Linked DNA regions of Sus scrofa: all the other regions are linked to region 2. A link is a contact called in public HiChIP or PLAC-seq and promoter capture Hi-C data. All regions are on one chromosome and are shown on one strand. The core of a region is the stretch at or near the end of the contact, and the rest is flanking DNA. Distances in the headings are between cores, read along the strand shown. Region 1 holds the start of HSDL2 (hydroxysteroid dehydrogenase like 2). Region 2 holds the start of UGCG (ceramide glucosyltransferase). Region 3 holds the start of SUSD1 (sushi domain-containing protein 1). Region 4 holds the start of PTGR1 (prostaglandin reductase 1).

Region 1 (3,629 bases), core at 223-2,722, 470 kb after region 2:
CACCATGGTTTGGATTTGTATTTCCCTAGTAACTAATGCTGTTGGGCATCTTTTCATGTGACTTCTGGCTTTTGGTATATCTTCTTTGTTGAAATGTCTATTGAGGTCCTCTGCTCATGTTTAACTTGGGGGTTGTTCCTCTTTTTGTTGCTGCGTTGTAAGCATTCTTCATACATTTTGGATACTAGACCTTATAAGACATATATGGCTTGCAAGTATATATATATATTTTCCATTCTGTAGGTGGTCTTCATTTTCTTTAAGGAGTGGAAGGTTTTTTCATCTAACAGTCCCTACCAATGCACTTTCTAAAACACCTAATATTTACAGGTCTAAAAAACATTGGTTACTCATTCCTCCTACATAGGCCGAGGCCTTACCTTTTTTGCCCTGCTGTATCTCCAGTGACCAGCACACAGTAGGTGCTAATATTTGAGTAAGTAAATTCCTCCGGAGTTTCTAAGGACCTTATCATACATGACAAATTCAAATGCCTATGAGACTGGCAAGATACATAAATGAGCAAATAGAGATATTTAGGGCTTGTAATAAAAGGGATAGTACATATCCTAGCTTCAGACTAGTTTCTTTAACCAGTCTTCATAAAACAACCTCGTCATCCTGCTCTACCTCTTCAAAAACAGAATTTCTTCACATCTCCCTAAAAATATTATGCCAGTCTTTAGTTCATTAGGGTTGCTGAGCTATGTCCAAGGATACCAAAAGCAATACTGGCTCCCAGAATTCACTTTATCCCACCGAATTTGGGAATTTCCTCACCGAGATACTGGCTAAGAGTCGCAAAATCCAGGTTAACTCTGAGTTCTTCGGCACGATTAGTGTGTATAGAGGTCTGATCCAGAAGCTGCCCTTCTCCAAGGGCTTTCTTTATCTATCTATCGGCCTACCGGCGTTAGTCCAAATTCGGTGGCAGAGTTGAACTGCGACGCTGGCCGGCTTCTGGGAGAAGGTGCTTATCTGCCGAGGAAAAGCAATTCCTAAGAAGTGCCTCTGAAGGCGCGCGTGCAGCCGGGCAGGCGCCCAGGTGCCATTGTGGAGAGAGAGCCAAAAATCCGCTGAGAAGCTGCACCTCAGCCCTCCAGGTCCCTGCTGCACGACTCAAAGGGTCATCCCGCCGGCAAAGGCACTCAGCACAGGGGCGAGAAACCGTTCACAGCCCTGGGGAGGGCGTACTGAGCGGCTGACGCACCACTACTCCAGACGCGGGGTAGGCACCGATTGTCCCCGTAGAGCCCCGCACGCGGGGTGGGGCAGAGTTGTCTCTCAGAGCGCTTGCGCACAGAGCCGGTTTCCAGGGGCCAGGCGGGGGGAGCTGGAAATTAGCGCCAAAGAGGACAACTGCGTGCGCAGGCGCACTCAGCCCCCTTCCGCTCTTTGGAGCACTCAATTCTCCCGCAGGCCTTGGGGCGGGGCCCTAGGGGGCGGGGATGGAGCGGGGCTAAATGCGGAGCAGAAAGTCAGCTTCTATTTGCAGTATTCCTTCCTGTGGCGGTTGTTGCCACCGACTCTGGTCCGCGGAAGTTATGTTGCCCAACACCGGGTAAGAGGATGCGAGCGCCACGGGGAAGGGACCAGGCCGGGCGGAGTGCGGGGCTAGGTGGAGCCGGAGTAGATGGCTTGGGTGGCCCGACCCCCGCGGTGGGAGGATTAAAGCAGCTGCCCGGCGCGGTCTGGAACGCTGCCCCACGCTGGCCGCGGGATTCTTCGACTCTGCGGTAACTCATGAAAAGTAACGCAAAGTTGACTACTTCGGGATGACAGCCATGTTAAAACCTCTTCCACAGGTAAAGAATTCTGAGCGAGGTACCCCGCCGCCCCAAGAGCGCGTCCCACCTTCGGCTTAGCAATAGCTGTCTTGCAATAGCGGCCTTGCTGCAGGCCTTTGAGTTCTAGGTGAAAGGTCACAGGGACACCTAATGATTCTCCTCTTGTTCCGAACGCTCAGTTCTGGAAGAATAAAAGGATGAGGTGTTTACACAGAGACTTTACTAACAAATTAAACTAATCTTAAAGTATGGGTATCTTTCGAGAGAACTTTTTCTTTTGGCCAGGCCCAAGGCATGTGGAAGTTCCCAGGCCAGGGATGGGACCCAGGCCATGGCAGTGACAACCTGGATCTTAAACCCACTGCACCACCAGGAATCAATCTGTTCTTTTAAGGCTTTTGTGTTTTTGTGACAAAGCTGTAAGCTGTTGTCATCTTAAATTGTTTTGTTTTTTAACTTGTAAATATTCTAGTATTTTTGTATGATTTTTTTTTCCATTCAGATTTTTATTTTCCTGAAATGATGTACTGTTTTGCATAATATTTTGGCATAGGAAGTGAGTTAGAAAACTCACTGTTTATTCATTTTTTTATTCTGTTACTTTGGACTGTATTCATGTTACCAGTACCAAACTACATTAACTGCTCTAGTTTTATAAAATATTTTAGATCTTGGAAAATCCTGCCACATTTGGATTTTTTTTTTCAGAATATTCCTGGTTATTCTTTGATGTTTATTTTTTTAAATGAACTTTTAAATGAACTTTTTGTGATTGCTTTTCTGTCTTAAAAATAAAAGTTTCATCACATTTACCAGAATTTTGAGGTACCAGAGAATTTTGGAGAATTGTAGTGTAGGTTAAGTTTTAGTCATCCTCCAGTGGTACTGATGAATTTGGAAACTTTTTTTCTTGAGATGGAGGGGTTTTAGTAGTTGAGATCCAGTCTTCAGGTTAAGAGGAAAGCTGCCTTTGCCTTTCTTTCTGCCAATGCCTGAGACTTTGAGCATGAACATGTTCTTTATCCTACTGGGAATCAGTCCAACTAGACCAAAGGCAAAGAGGCCTTTTTTTTTTTTTTTTTTCCTTAAAAATATATTTTTTTGAAGTATAGTTGATTTAAAATGTTGTGGCTCAGTGGGTAATGAACCCAAGTAGTATCCATGAGGACATGGGTTCAGTCCCTGGTTAAGGATCTGGTGTTGCTGTGAGATGTGGTGTAGGTGATGTGGTGATGTGGTGTAGGTCGCAGATCTGCTTGGATCCTGTTGTTGCTGTGGCTGTGGTGTAGGCCAGCAGCTATAGCTCTGATTATGGGAACCTCCATATGACACAGGTGCAGCCCTAAAAAGCGGGGGTGGGGGGGTTAATTTCTGCTGTACAGCAGAGATTCAGTTATACATATATATACACATTCAGTTATATACATATATACATTCTTTTTCATATTCCTTTCTGTTATGGTTTATCACAGGATATTAAATGTAATTCCCTGTGCTATACAGTAGGACCTTATTGTTTAGCCTTCCTGTATGTAATGGTTTGCATCTGCTAGGGATAGGGCTTTTTAAAGCAGATAATTGGGACATTTTGATCTAAATATTTACATTTAAAAGATCATTTTAAGGGAGTTAGTTCCCTGGTGTTCTAGTGGTTAGGATTCAGCGCTTTCACCACTGTGGCCTGGGTTTAATACCTGGTCTGGGCACTAAGATGCCACATCAAGCCACTGCCCGCCCTGGCCAACATAAATAAATCAATCAATCACTTTAGCACTGTGTGTGCTACCTTTCATGTTGAAGGGAATGTTATACATACACAAGATGTGGTGGGTTTTTTTTTGT
Region 2 (3,655 bases), core at 1,149-3,648:
CATCAACCAGATTTGGAGAGACCAACTTTAACTAGGCTCAAGTACAGCATGGCTGATCTTTTATCTACTGATTATACTCAATTAGAAGAGATTTGTTAACTTTTAAGAATATCTGCTTCTTTTGCTTTTCTATGGCCTCCTTCATTTTCCATGTCAGTGATCATACTGTATAAAATCCTTTGTTACAGAGTCCAAAAACCATTTTGGAGAAATGCAGAATACAACAAAGTGCTTAAATTGTCTAATTGATGTAATTTATCAAATCTTAGATGACATTAATTATAATAAATATAACTAATTTGTATTTACTTATTTATTTTTGCTTTGTAGGACCACACCTGCGACATATGGAAATTCCCAGGCTAGAGGTCGAATTGGAACTGCAGATGCCAGCCTACACCACAGCCACAGCAACACCAGATCTTTAACCCAGGGACAGAACCCGTGTCCTCATGGATGCTAGTTGGGCTCGTTACCATTAAGCCACAACGGGAACTTCTTTAACTAATTTATATTAATAAACGTAGTAGTATTTTATATACAATTAAGAAAAAAGCCTATCAATTAGTTGTCAGATGCCATTGACTGCAAGATGCATTTCCATTTCAGAAATGTTAAACTGTGTTTACATGTGCTTTTAAAAATACGTCTTAGAATTGATTGCAACAGTAGCATTTAAAAAATTCCACTTGTTGGGAGTTACTGTCATGGCTCAGGGGAAATGAATCTGTCCAGTACCCATGAAGACACAGGTTTGATCCCTGGCCTTGCTCAGCAGGTTAAGGATCTGGTGTTTCTGTGAGCTGTGCGTAGGTCATAGACTCAGCTTATATCTGGCATTGCTGTGGTTGTGGTGCAGGCCAGCAGCTACAGTTCCGATTCAACCCCTAGCCTGGGAACCTCCATACACTGCGGGGGTGCAGCCCTAAAAAGACAAAAAAAAAAAAAAAAATTCCACTTGTAGTGTTATTTCCATGCTGGTGTACTATCCTGCTATAACTTTATCAACCGGTTAACTCTCAACAATGGAAATTTGGTTTCTAAACGTTCTTCTTTCCTATTGACTTTATCCAGGTAAAACAATGAGTACAGCAAATCCCGGATTGGTTCTCAAGGCAGGCATTCATTTAAACTCCTTTCTGCTTGTAGTTTATCATCTAATTGTAGATTGAGGTAGCTCATTTGATCAACATTAATTCTAATAAATAGCAGTAATAAAAATAAACAGCCTCTTTTCAAAACTGAATTCAATTCTGAAATCTCTCAAGGGAAGCCATGGATTATTTAAAAGGAAATCACTTGACATAATAAACATTGTCTAAACATAAAAACAATGGTGAAACTATATAAACTCATCTAGGCTAAAGAAACAAACAGAAACATTTAGTGGTAGATAAAAACATCTCCCTGAACTGATTTAAAATTAAGATAAACACTAAGTCACCTTACTATCCAAAATGCTACATCTTTCCATTTTAGTGCAGTGCTCTCCAACTGTGTAATTTATTAATTTTTTACCTTCACTTTCTTTTTATCTGTGTAATTAAAATTTTTCCAGTAGCTAGCTAAATTTAAAAAGTAAAACACTGAAATAATTTGAATACTTTAACTCAATATATCAAAACTATCGTTTCAACATGTAATCAACATAAAATTAAGGAGATGTCTTTGATACCGGCATATGATTTACACTCAAAATACATTTCAATTCCTACTAACCTCATGTTAAGGCTCAGTAGCCACCTATGGCTATCATATTGGGCAGGAACCTTAAGGAACTTCAATATTAGCTGATTCTTTACATTCTGAGTTTGACAATTTCTTGTATGTTACACGCTGTCTCTAAGGTACTTAGAGATCTGTGAAGTAGGAGATTATTTTCACGATCCCTTGTGGTCCAAGACGCCACAAGCATTAAAAGCAGCGAGGGAGGAATGCAATGGGACACCCCAGCGCCCAGGAACGTGGCTTGGAGGAGGGCCTAAGCGGCTCTGAGCAAGGACCGGCGCAGAGGCTGTGGACACAGCATTGGGGAGTTGGTCTGCGAGACGGCTCGGGGGCCCCCCTGGAACCCCAGGTCTTTTCCTGGGCGCCCTGGAACACCAGAGTCGGACAAAGGGAAAGCAGTCTCTGAGCTGGACACAGGGCTCCGCTTCACCGACAGAGGACAGCCCAGGACTGCAGGGCTGGCCTTCCCGCGCGCCTCCGCCGGACGCAGAGAGGTGGGCGGCGGCCGGAACCCGGAGCTGGGGTAAAGCCCCGCCCGCCTCTGGCGGCAGAAGCCACCCAGGGGCGCGCTCACGACCGTGACGCTACGGGCGCGAGGGCGGTGGGGTGGGCGGAGAGGAGCCGCATGCACCGCCCCTCGGAGGGCCGGGGCGGGGCGGGGTGCACCAGGGAGTCGGGGCGCCACCGCGGGTTTCGATTAGTGCTCGGAGCTGCGGCGGCTGAGCAGGGCTCGGATCTGTGCTGCCAGGAGCCCAGCCACTAGGCTGCGGGAAGGCGGAAGGGGCAGCGGCGGAGGGGGCGTAGGCGCGCAGGGTCCGGCCCGCGGCGCCGAGGCGGGGGAGAGGCGAGCCGGAGCGTGGGGCCACGGCCTCCCTGATCACTGAGCCCGGCCACCGCAGCGCCTGTAGCCGCGAGCGCGCCCAGGCCAGCGCGCGGGCGAGTGCGCGCGGGCGGGGGCGCGCAGGCCCTGCCCGCCCCTTCCGTCCCCACCCCCTCCTCCCCTTCCTCTCCCCACCTTCCTCTCCCCTTCTGCGCCCCCGCGCCGGGCGCCCACCCTGTCGTCCTCCTACGGGAGCGCTGTCCGCGGCGGCGGCCGGAGCGGGCCGGGCCGGGCCGGGGGATGGCGCTGCTGGACCTGGCCCTGGAGGGAATGGCCGTCTTCGGGTTCGTCCTCTTCTTGGTGCTGTGGCTGATGCATTTCATGGCCATCATCTACACGTGAGTGAGGGGCAACCGGAGGAGCCCGTAGCGGGGGTCGAGGCCTCGGCGACCGGCGAGAGTAGACAGGATTTCGCTTTGGAAGGAATTGGGCTCGGATAAGGGTGGAGGAAGCTAATTCTCAGACTCTTCCTTCCATTCCCTCTCCCCTTGGACCAGCTGGGGCGGCGGGGGCGGGAGGGGGGGTTCCTTGGGAGAGAAAAGTGGCAAGTGAGGGGGTGGTTGGGCTGCCGACGACTGCACAGCCAGGGGAAAGGAGGCTGTGCTCTTTTTACGAGTCGAGCGGAAGGCTGCTTGACTGTGTTGGGGGTTCGTGTGATTTTTCATCTGGGCCAAATGTATGGTGTATTGTTTGGTTGGTTTTTTTCTCTCGACCTGGGCCATATTTCTATTATGGTAATAATCGTTTCCACTCTTCTGGGAGCGGCATTCAGCCACCTGGAAACCTCCCTGTGGATTTTCTTCTTCCTGGAAGAGCTCTATGCCTTTAGATAGGTGTGAAGCACCTGTCCACCTTGGAAAATGTCACCAAGCCTCTGAGCTGGCGTTATAGCCTGGAGTCTTGTCAGCTTGTACATTTCAGTGTGGTTTTCTCTCCCCCCCCCCAAGTCTTTATTTATTGTCTTGGTTAGATTTGTGTGTCTCCCCCCCCCCAACACCTTTTCATTAGATGCCATTCACTGGGGACACAGTGGCAAGCACGACAGAA
Region 3 (3,691 bases), core at 1,151-3,650, 300 kb after region 2:
CCATAGCATTTAAGCAGGTGCAGATGGGTGACCCTAGGCAGTTACTTTGTTCAACCACCTTAGCCCAGCAAGTCAGTGAGACCACAGTGGACAGTTTCCTAGGCTACAGTCTTAACACAAAGATTTTGAAATAGGCTCCAAGTGTCTACAAGATTTTAAGCACAGCCATGGGAGACCGAGTTAGAGAAGGAAGTTAGATCATCAGAGCATCTGATGTACTGGCTGCTCTAGAAGGTTCAGCCATCAAAAGAACTACCTGCCAGTGATGGTAAAATTTCCGAGCTGAAGAGAATTGGGGGGAACAGCAGTCTGAGCCACAAAGTCCCCCCATAGCTCCCTCCATGAAATTTGCCATCTACTACGGGATGAGTACTTGGTCTTATCAAGGAAGCTGGAGAGCTTTCTTATAACCACTTTCTGGGATAACTCCCTGTACTAAAACTTGCAGTGACTTCCCGTGGCTACTCACTGCCCAGAAACAGTGAGATCTAAATGCCTTGATCTGCCAATCACAGCATTCTGCCTTCTGGTTAATTCCAATCTGCTTTTCTGCCCTCATTTCCCTTTCATTCCTACATACCCATCAAACTGAACCACAGGCCCATGCTTTGGTGCCTCCGCGTGCTTCCTCACTTTGTCCCCTCCATCTGGAATTCATTCATTCTACACATATTTGTGGAGAGCTGACTGTGCCCTCTGCTATGAGCTAGAATTCCGTTCCTCATCTTCCCATATCCAAATATTACCAATCCTTGCTAGCCCAGTTCAAGGGTCACCACATTCATGAGGCCACCAGACTCCCTGAGTTAGATGTAGCCTTTCCCTCCTGTGACCACCCACCTTCTCAGAGCACTTCTGGCATTCTGCCCTTATCACAGTTATTCAAGTAAATGCCACCTCCCCTCCATGTCTAAATCCTCCGTGTAACTCCTACCACATTCCACACTGCATTCTGCAGGGGGCATTAAAAACTACATCAAGGAGTTCCCCTGGTAGCTCAGTGGTTAACAAACCTGACAAGCATCCATGAGGACGCGGGTTCGATCCCTGGCCTTGCTCAGTGGGTTAAGGATCTGGTCATAAGGCCACCTGTGGTGTAGGTCACAGACGCTGCTCGGATCCCTGCGTTGCTGTGGCTGTGGCGTAGGTCGGCAGCTACAGCTGGGATTCGACCCCCAGTCTGGGAATCTCCATATGCCACGGGTGCGGTCCTAAAAAGAGGGAAAAAAAAAAAAAAAATACGTCAACTGCCAGGAAATGGATTATTTGCTTGTCTGTTTTCCCCAGAATAGGGCCAGCACCGCGACCTCACATCCCTCACACAGAAACTATTCAAGGATCATTCATCTGTTGAATACATGAACTAATTAATGAATGCTTTATTCCCCTAAAGTTCCTTACACTTCTTTCTCACCATATTAGCATCTGGTTCTTCATCAAAGGTAAAAACTTAAAAGGTAGAAAGAAAATTGCTTCGGGTCAAGAATTTGTCCCTCAAAGCCACAGCGGGGCCGGAAGCGTGACAGTGCAAGCGGAACGCCCTTCCACGCCCTCGCTGAGTGGGTGCGGCTCTCCCGGGGCCCCCAGCTCGCGCCCAGCCCCAGTTCGCGCCAGGTCCTCCCGGGGCAGCAGGCCGGGCCGCCGCGCCCTTGTCGTCCACAGTGGCCCCGAGGCCCCGGGACGGGGGCGGGGAAGTCGCCCGGGAGGCCCTCCCGCTTGTCGGAGCCCCGCCCTCTCGATCCCCGACCTGCGCCCCAAGCCCAGGCTCCAAGCCCGCCCAGCCCAGGGGCGGAGGAGCGTCCGGGGCGCGCCCGGCTGGGTCTGGGGCCAGGCCGAGGGCGCCCCCGGCGCCGCGCGCGCTCCCTGTCAGCACTCACCGTCTGCGCCGGGCGTCCGGGGCGCGCCGCGGGCCAGGCAGAGCAGCAGCAGCAGCAGCAGGAGCGACAGCAGGCGGCCAGGCGGGAAGCCCGCGCCCCGGGGCCCCCGGGCCATACCACCGCCACTTCCCACCCCGCGCGCCCGCGACTCCTCCTGCGGCCCGGAGGCGCCGAGATAAGGCGGCGGGCGCCCCGGGGAGGGGGACGGGCGGGCCGCTTCCGGCGCCGCGTGGGGGAGCGGAGGGCGCCGCGGGGTCCCGGGGGTGGGGGTGGGGGTGGGGGGCGGCGACTGCGAGTGCGGCCTTCCTACCCCCACCAAGGCTGCGCGCCGGGGGAACGCTCGTTCGGCTCCCTCACTCCTACACCCGGCGGCAGTGCACCTGCTGCGCGTCTGGCGCGCTGGGGGCCCGGGGACACCCGGCAGGTCCAGCCTAATGACACAGCTGAATATAGAGTCCCGGACTGTGCTAGGAGGAGATGTCCCGAACTCTAAGCGTGCGGAACGATCGAGGGATCCCAGCCGGTCGGGGGCTCAGGGAGGTACCCCCTGGGGGGCAAACGAAGAGAGGTGAGGGGCAGAAAGAGGAGGAATTTTCCAGGAGCTGATAGAGAACTAAGGTGAAGTGTCTGGAGCTACAAGAGCAAAGTGAGAGGGCGAGAAGCTGCCGGTCCAGGCCACCCAGGGGCGACAGGCACGACCAAGCGACAAGACTGTCAGAGGCGACAGAGCTGGCAGGAGTTCCTGCTGCTCAGAGGCCACTGAGCTTGGGGACTCAGGGAGGCCTTAGGAACAAGTAAGCGAAGACCTGAGGGTGAGAAGAGCAGGAGAGGAATCTAAGCGGTGAAAGGCGATTCTAGAAATGGGGAGCAGGACCTCCTCAAAGTGCGAAGGACCCTTGGAGAGAGGCAGTGAGCTGTGGAAATAAAGACCTCATGTACCAAGTAAAGGAGGTTGCGGAGAAGCTGTCACGGGGCTTTAAGCAGAGTGACCTCATCAGAAAAGGCTCCCAGGGTCCACTGTGTGGGATCGGGTTTGGGTTGGGGAGGCAGGGGGTCGGCCTGGAGCTGCTGCAGAGATCCAGGCAAGGGAGCACTTGTCTGGGAGCAGGGCACTGGCCATGAGTGGGAAGAGAAGTGACAAATGAGAGTGGTACTGGGTGGACTCCACTGGCTTTTATGACCAGTAGAATGTGGTAGACAAGGAAGGAGAAATTACAGATGTCACCTAAACGTTTGATTTGGGCAACTGGGTTGATGGTGAAATAGTCACTGAAATAGAAACACAAAGGGGGTAGGGAGAGGCTGCAAGGGGAAGAAAAATAAGTTCCAGGTTGAAGGCTTTCAGCTTGGGATGTCTTGGGGATCCCTCAAAACAGGGCCCCCCACTGCTTCACTCCCATCCTCACTTGCTTTCTCTCTGTGCCACCCACCCCCCTGCTCTAACCCTAACCACCCATGAACACACCCATATAAGGGCTAAACTTGTTGTGCAGCCTTAAAAAGAAGTAGTTAAAAATAAAATTCCTAAGCCCTTTTGCAGCAGGTTTCTTGCTAATTGTTTTTTGCTCAGCAAAGATAGGAGCCTGCTTAGGGGAGCAGGAGATAGACAGTTCCAGGACTGCAGCCTGTCTCCTAGTATTTAGACAGTTTTTGGTTAACCTTCATGAACTTTGAAATAATGTAATTGTTTCAACAAAAATACATTCATTTAAGACATTGTTAGGGTTCTCTTGTGGCGCAGTGGGTTAAGGATCCACCTTGGTCACTGCTCACTGCTCTGGAAAGAGTTTGATCCCTAACCCAGGAACTTCCAC
Region 4 (4,052 bases), core at 1,126-3,625, 260 kb before region 2:
CGTTGCCATTTCTCTCCCTTCCATTTCTGCACGTTGGCCTTGTCCCTCCACTCCCCCCAAGAGCACGGGAGGCCCCTCAGTGCAGAAGGAGGGTTTTCCCCTCCTTGTCTGCTCACAGGGATAGTCTGAGCTGTGCACGCGGCTGCCAGGCAGTGCTGATCCCACTGTCATCATGAGGCTCACCAGACAGAGAGGAAGTCCTCCCCAGGGTCTGGCAAAAGTCATGAAGGACAAAGCACCCAAACGTGCGTTTCAGTTACCAGGGGAAGCAGAGGGATCCTCCGCTGTGGCGTGGAGGTTTCACACAGACAGCCTTGAAAAGCTCTCTGTGGCAGACTGCACAAGGACCATAGGTACCACCCACCCCTGGGTGAAGGCCTCTTGGCCATCCTCTCATCAGGAAGTCTGTTGCCACCCCTTGAGTCTGGGCTTGGCTATGTGACTGGCTTTGGTGAACAGCATGCTCGCAGAGATGATACAAGCTTGAAAAGTGTTTGCAAATTGGACTTGCCAATTCCTGCTGCCCTAGACTTATGAAATCACAGCAAAAACAAAGAGCTCCCGCCAGCCTGCTGGAAGGGTCACACAGACGAGAAGTGAGGCACACACCTCAGTAGAAAGCCAGCTAACCACCAGACATGTGAGGGACACTCATCCTGAATTAACCACTTAACCCGGGTAGGACCACCCACTTAATCCCGCCCAAACTGCCACCCCCCCAGAATTGTGAACTAATCGGTGATTGTGGTTTGAAGTCACTGAGTGTGGAGGTAGTGTATTATTCAGCAAAGGCAAACGGATATGGTTTCTTCTAACTTAAATCTTCTGAATCTGACTTACCTCCATTTTTTAAGGGCGGGAGTTCAACTGTCTTCAGTTCAAAGTTGCTAGGAGTAGGGTAGCCTACAAAATGCTTCTTCAGGGTCCAGCTCTTAGCACGAACCATCCTGAAGCTCCTAGAACACAGTAAACGTAGTCAAGCCTCTGAAGGGACTGGATTCTTACAGCTCCCTACGCATTGCACTGAGGGGGGAATGGCAGGCTCTACCCATCATCAACTTCATCATGAACAGTTAACATCCATCACATTTACTTAGTATTCACTGTTTCTATTGATCTGTTAAGCACTTCATACTTATCAACTCCTTCTATCCTCATAACTTCCCTCTAAGACAGCCGTTATTATCATGGTCAGTGTACAGATGAGGAAACAGTGGCTACGTCGGAAATCTCCAACGCAAGGAATAATGTGAACCCACACAAATTCTTCCTAGCCACTGCGAAGGTTTCGTTAGGGCACTGAACAGCTACCTGGCGTGCAAATATTCCACTTCTCTCCTCACATGAAGCGAATTCTAAGGAAAAGCATCAAACACAACCAAATCGAAGTCTATGCACGTCTCTCAGATGGACAGCTTTGCCTTCCGAGGCAAGCCGTCTCAGGAACACATGACAACCACCGGGCGGCGCTGCTGCTCAGGCGCGAGTTCTCTTTGGCACCAAAGGGGAAATCGAGGGTCAGTGTTTAAACTTGCCTGCACACAAGGCCAAGAGACGATGACTCAGGCGGCCCTGAGCTCTCGGGGTAGCACCTCAGGCTTGGACCGATCTCTTCCGCATCACATGGGAGCCGTGCCTTCCCCCAGGGGGAATCGGCTGCAAACGCGCCCGCAGGGGCTGGCCCTTTCTTTCCTTTCCCGCCCAGTGCTCGCGATTGGGGCCAGTGGCAGCCTGGAGGGGACACTTCCGTATTGCAGACACAGCGGTCGGGGTGGTGCGACCCGCAACTGTGCGGGTCCTACTTGTCTCTTTTTCCACAGAAAGACAGCCGCTGCGAATTCTGGACTCACCCAAAGTCCAGAAGCTTCCCTGTAAAGGGCATGGCCGCCGAGGCAGCTGAAGATCCCGGTGAGTCCCCACCCGCCAGAGGAACGGGGCCTGGTGGGATGCCAGGTCCGGGCACACTCGCCTCCAGATCCCACCTCCTCGCCTCGCCCACACCCGTGTCTTAACCGAATTCCGACGCCTTTCTTCTTCCACACCTGTCTCAGGTTTGCAGTCCCGCAAGTTCCTTAGCCAGCCCCCTCCCCCGGGCAGGCAGCTAAGCCGCGCACCCACAACGCTGCCAGGCAATGGCCTTCCCTCTCGCAGCCCTTTCCGATCGCTTCAGGAATCTGCATGGACCAGGAAGCATCAGTCGGGACATCCTGTTTCCAAGTTTCCTCTGAGTGCAAGACGCAGAGTGGCACAGCGTTACGAGAGGGCGAGCAATCTGCAAACGCCGAGCTACAGGGGAGCCTAGAAACGGCAGGGACAAAGGGTGGGGTGTGGAAGTTTACTTACAGGAGTCTGCAGGCTCCACTACCTAAAGCAGGTGGTTGGGACTGCGCCGCAGAGCGTCTGGAGCCGGTGTTTAGGTGGATCCCCGAAGGGGGTGAGGCTTGAGGCTTTCCCCAGGGCGGGGCTTTCTGGAAGGGTGGGGGGAAATGCTGCGTAGGAAAGCCAGCCCTGCCCCTTGCTGCTCAGGCAGGCAGGAGAGAGAGAAAAGGCGGGAAAGGCGGGTCTCCCAGCGGCCCCAGTCAGTCCCAGGCTTCCCACACTGTCAATTATAGACCCCCAACTCTGAGCCCAATCCTGGTCAGTCCTGTAAACGGAGAAATAATGCTAAGACCACAAATGTTACCCTTCTCCATAATCATTCAGTACATTTAGAAGGTTTCTCCCCTGGTTTTCACAAAAATGGAATCATTCCAAAGATAAGACTCAGCACCTTTTTCTTCAGCCTGAACATTCTCAGACCAGGGTTACCTAAACCAGTTGTGTTAACCAGGGTAGGATTCCTTTTTTCCCTTTGCTTGGTTTTCTTTCTTTCTCTCTTTTTTCAGAAGACTAATTTTACTTTTACCCGCTTTTGGTAATATGTGCAATGTTAGAATGCACTTGCATAACATGTAGTTAAGTAAATCAAATAAAGAATCCAGGTCATGAGTTACAGCACACGCTGGAAATTCTGAGAAAGGAGAACACACATTAACAAAAAACACCAGCAAGCTCAAACTCAGGTTTATATGCTGAGTATTTTTAAAGGCTTTAAAAAGCATGCTCAATCAGCATACAGCATTTTCTTCCTTATATAACAGATGTGCTTCTATTTGCTTGTTTACAGCAAAGGGTAAGATTCTGAATTAATTTACTTAGGATTTCAGAAATGCATTCCATGGATTTTGCTTCAATGCTCCTGCCATTGATTCTTCAAATAAGCAAAGTTCAGAGTTTCATCCTTTGAAATTGCTTTTAATCACTAGCAGTTTAAATTGAAAGATAATAAGTAGAAACCTGGCAATTCCTCATATACTGCCTGAACTTAAGTCTCATTTAATATAAGAGTTGGATATACAACAGCAAATTTATCCATTTTCTCTATCCTTAGAGGAGAGGGAAGGAAAATAAGATGAGGCATGGATATAGTTGCAGTGTTTAAGAGCTGAATGGAACAGTGAATCTTTCGTAATGCTCTCAACTCCATAATGAAGAACCACCATGAATCTTAATCAATTTTTTAGTTCATGCTGGATGAAGAATTTAGGTTTCCCTCTTTGTATATCATACTTCATATTCTCCAAGTTACAAAGGTTAAATTACAAAGATAAATTCTCCAAATTACAAAGGTTAAATTACAAAGATAAATTCTAGCTGCAACAGATATTTCCTAAGTAGGAGACCAAACAGCAAAGGGAACTCTTTCTTCCAACATTTGATATGTTAAAATTTCACTGAAGTGGTAATCTAACACTTAAAATATGAAATCTCTTGGCCAAGTAAGAAACAACCGCTACTATGGGTATTATCCTACTTAAATGTATCACATATTATATTAAACCCACCATTAAATGTGCTTGCACAGTTACACTGTGAATGATGATAGCAGTGACGATGCCAGTGAAAAAAGGACCATCTTTAGACCAAGAAGAGAAAAAAAATGTAAATACAAGTAGAAAGCAGACTTTAAAGAGTCGGTATTTTCCGATCTGAAAAGTACATTTTTAAATGAT

Evidence for each region. Promoter capture Hi-C pulls out the DNA fragments that hold promoters and counts their contacts. HiChIP or PLAC-seq counts read pairs in DNA pulled down with a chosen protein or histone mark.
Region 1: a contact with region 2 is called in an H3K27ac HiChIP or PLAC-seq map of skeletal muscle. The contact joins the promoter of HSDL2 here to the promoter of UGCG in region 2. A contact is called at or near these places in 2 of 5 promoter capture datasets (fetal liver and liver), 4 of 47 Hi-C or Micro-C datasets (embryonic fibroblasts, heart right ventricle, liver and 1 more) and 2 of 2 datasets of contacts at active chromatin or transcription factors (alveolar macrophages and skeletal muscle).
Region 3: a promoter capture Hi-C map of fetal liver shows a contact between it and region 2, with 2.2 times the contacts expected there. The contact joins the promoter of SUSD1 here to the promoter of UGCG in region 2. A contact is called at or near these places in 1 of 5 promoter capture datasets (fetal liver) and 1 of 47 Hi-C or Micro-C datasets (liver).
Region 4: a contact with region 2 is called in an H3K27ac HiChIP or PLAC-seq map of alveolar macrophages. The contact joins the promoter of PTGR1 here to the promoter of UGCG in region 2. A contact is called at or near these places in 1 of 47 Hi-C or Micro-C datasets (embryonic fibroblasts) and 1 of 2 datasets of contacts at active chromatin or transcription factors (alveolar macrophages).

The regions. Positions count from the first base shown.
Region 1 is chr1:253,123,000-253,126,628 of Sscrofa11.1, forward strand. HSDL2 (hydroxysteroid dehydrogenase like 2) reads left to right here and starts at 1,473. Exons shown (of 11, transcript NM_001197021.2): 1 at 1,473-1,561. The coding sequence starts at 1,545.
Region 2 is chr1:252,649,452-252,653,106 of Sscrofa11.1, forward strand. It overlaps UGCG (ceramide glucosyltransferase), which reads left to right and starts at 2,399. Exons shown (of 8, transcript XM_021067532.1): 1 at 2,399-2,946. The coding sequence starts at 2,849.
Region 3 is chr1:252,954,113-252,957,803 of Sscrofa11.1, forward strand. SUSD1 (sushi domain-containing protein 1) reads right to left here and starts at 2,401. Exons shown (of 16, transcript XR_002337296.1): 1 at 1,878-2,401.
Region 4 is chr1:252,393,058-252,397,109 of Sscrofa11.1, forward strand. It overlaps PTGR1 (prostaglandin reductase 1), which reads right to left and starts at 2,376. Exons shown (of 10, transcript NM_214385.1): 1 at 2,344-2,376; 2 at 841-956. The coding sequence starts at 946. It overlaps LOC110256066 (a long non-coding RNA gene), which reads left to right and starts at 1,767. Exons shown (of 2, transcript XR_002337285.1): 1 at 1,767-1,908; 2 at 2,052-3,907.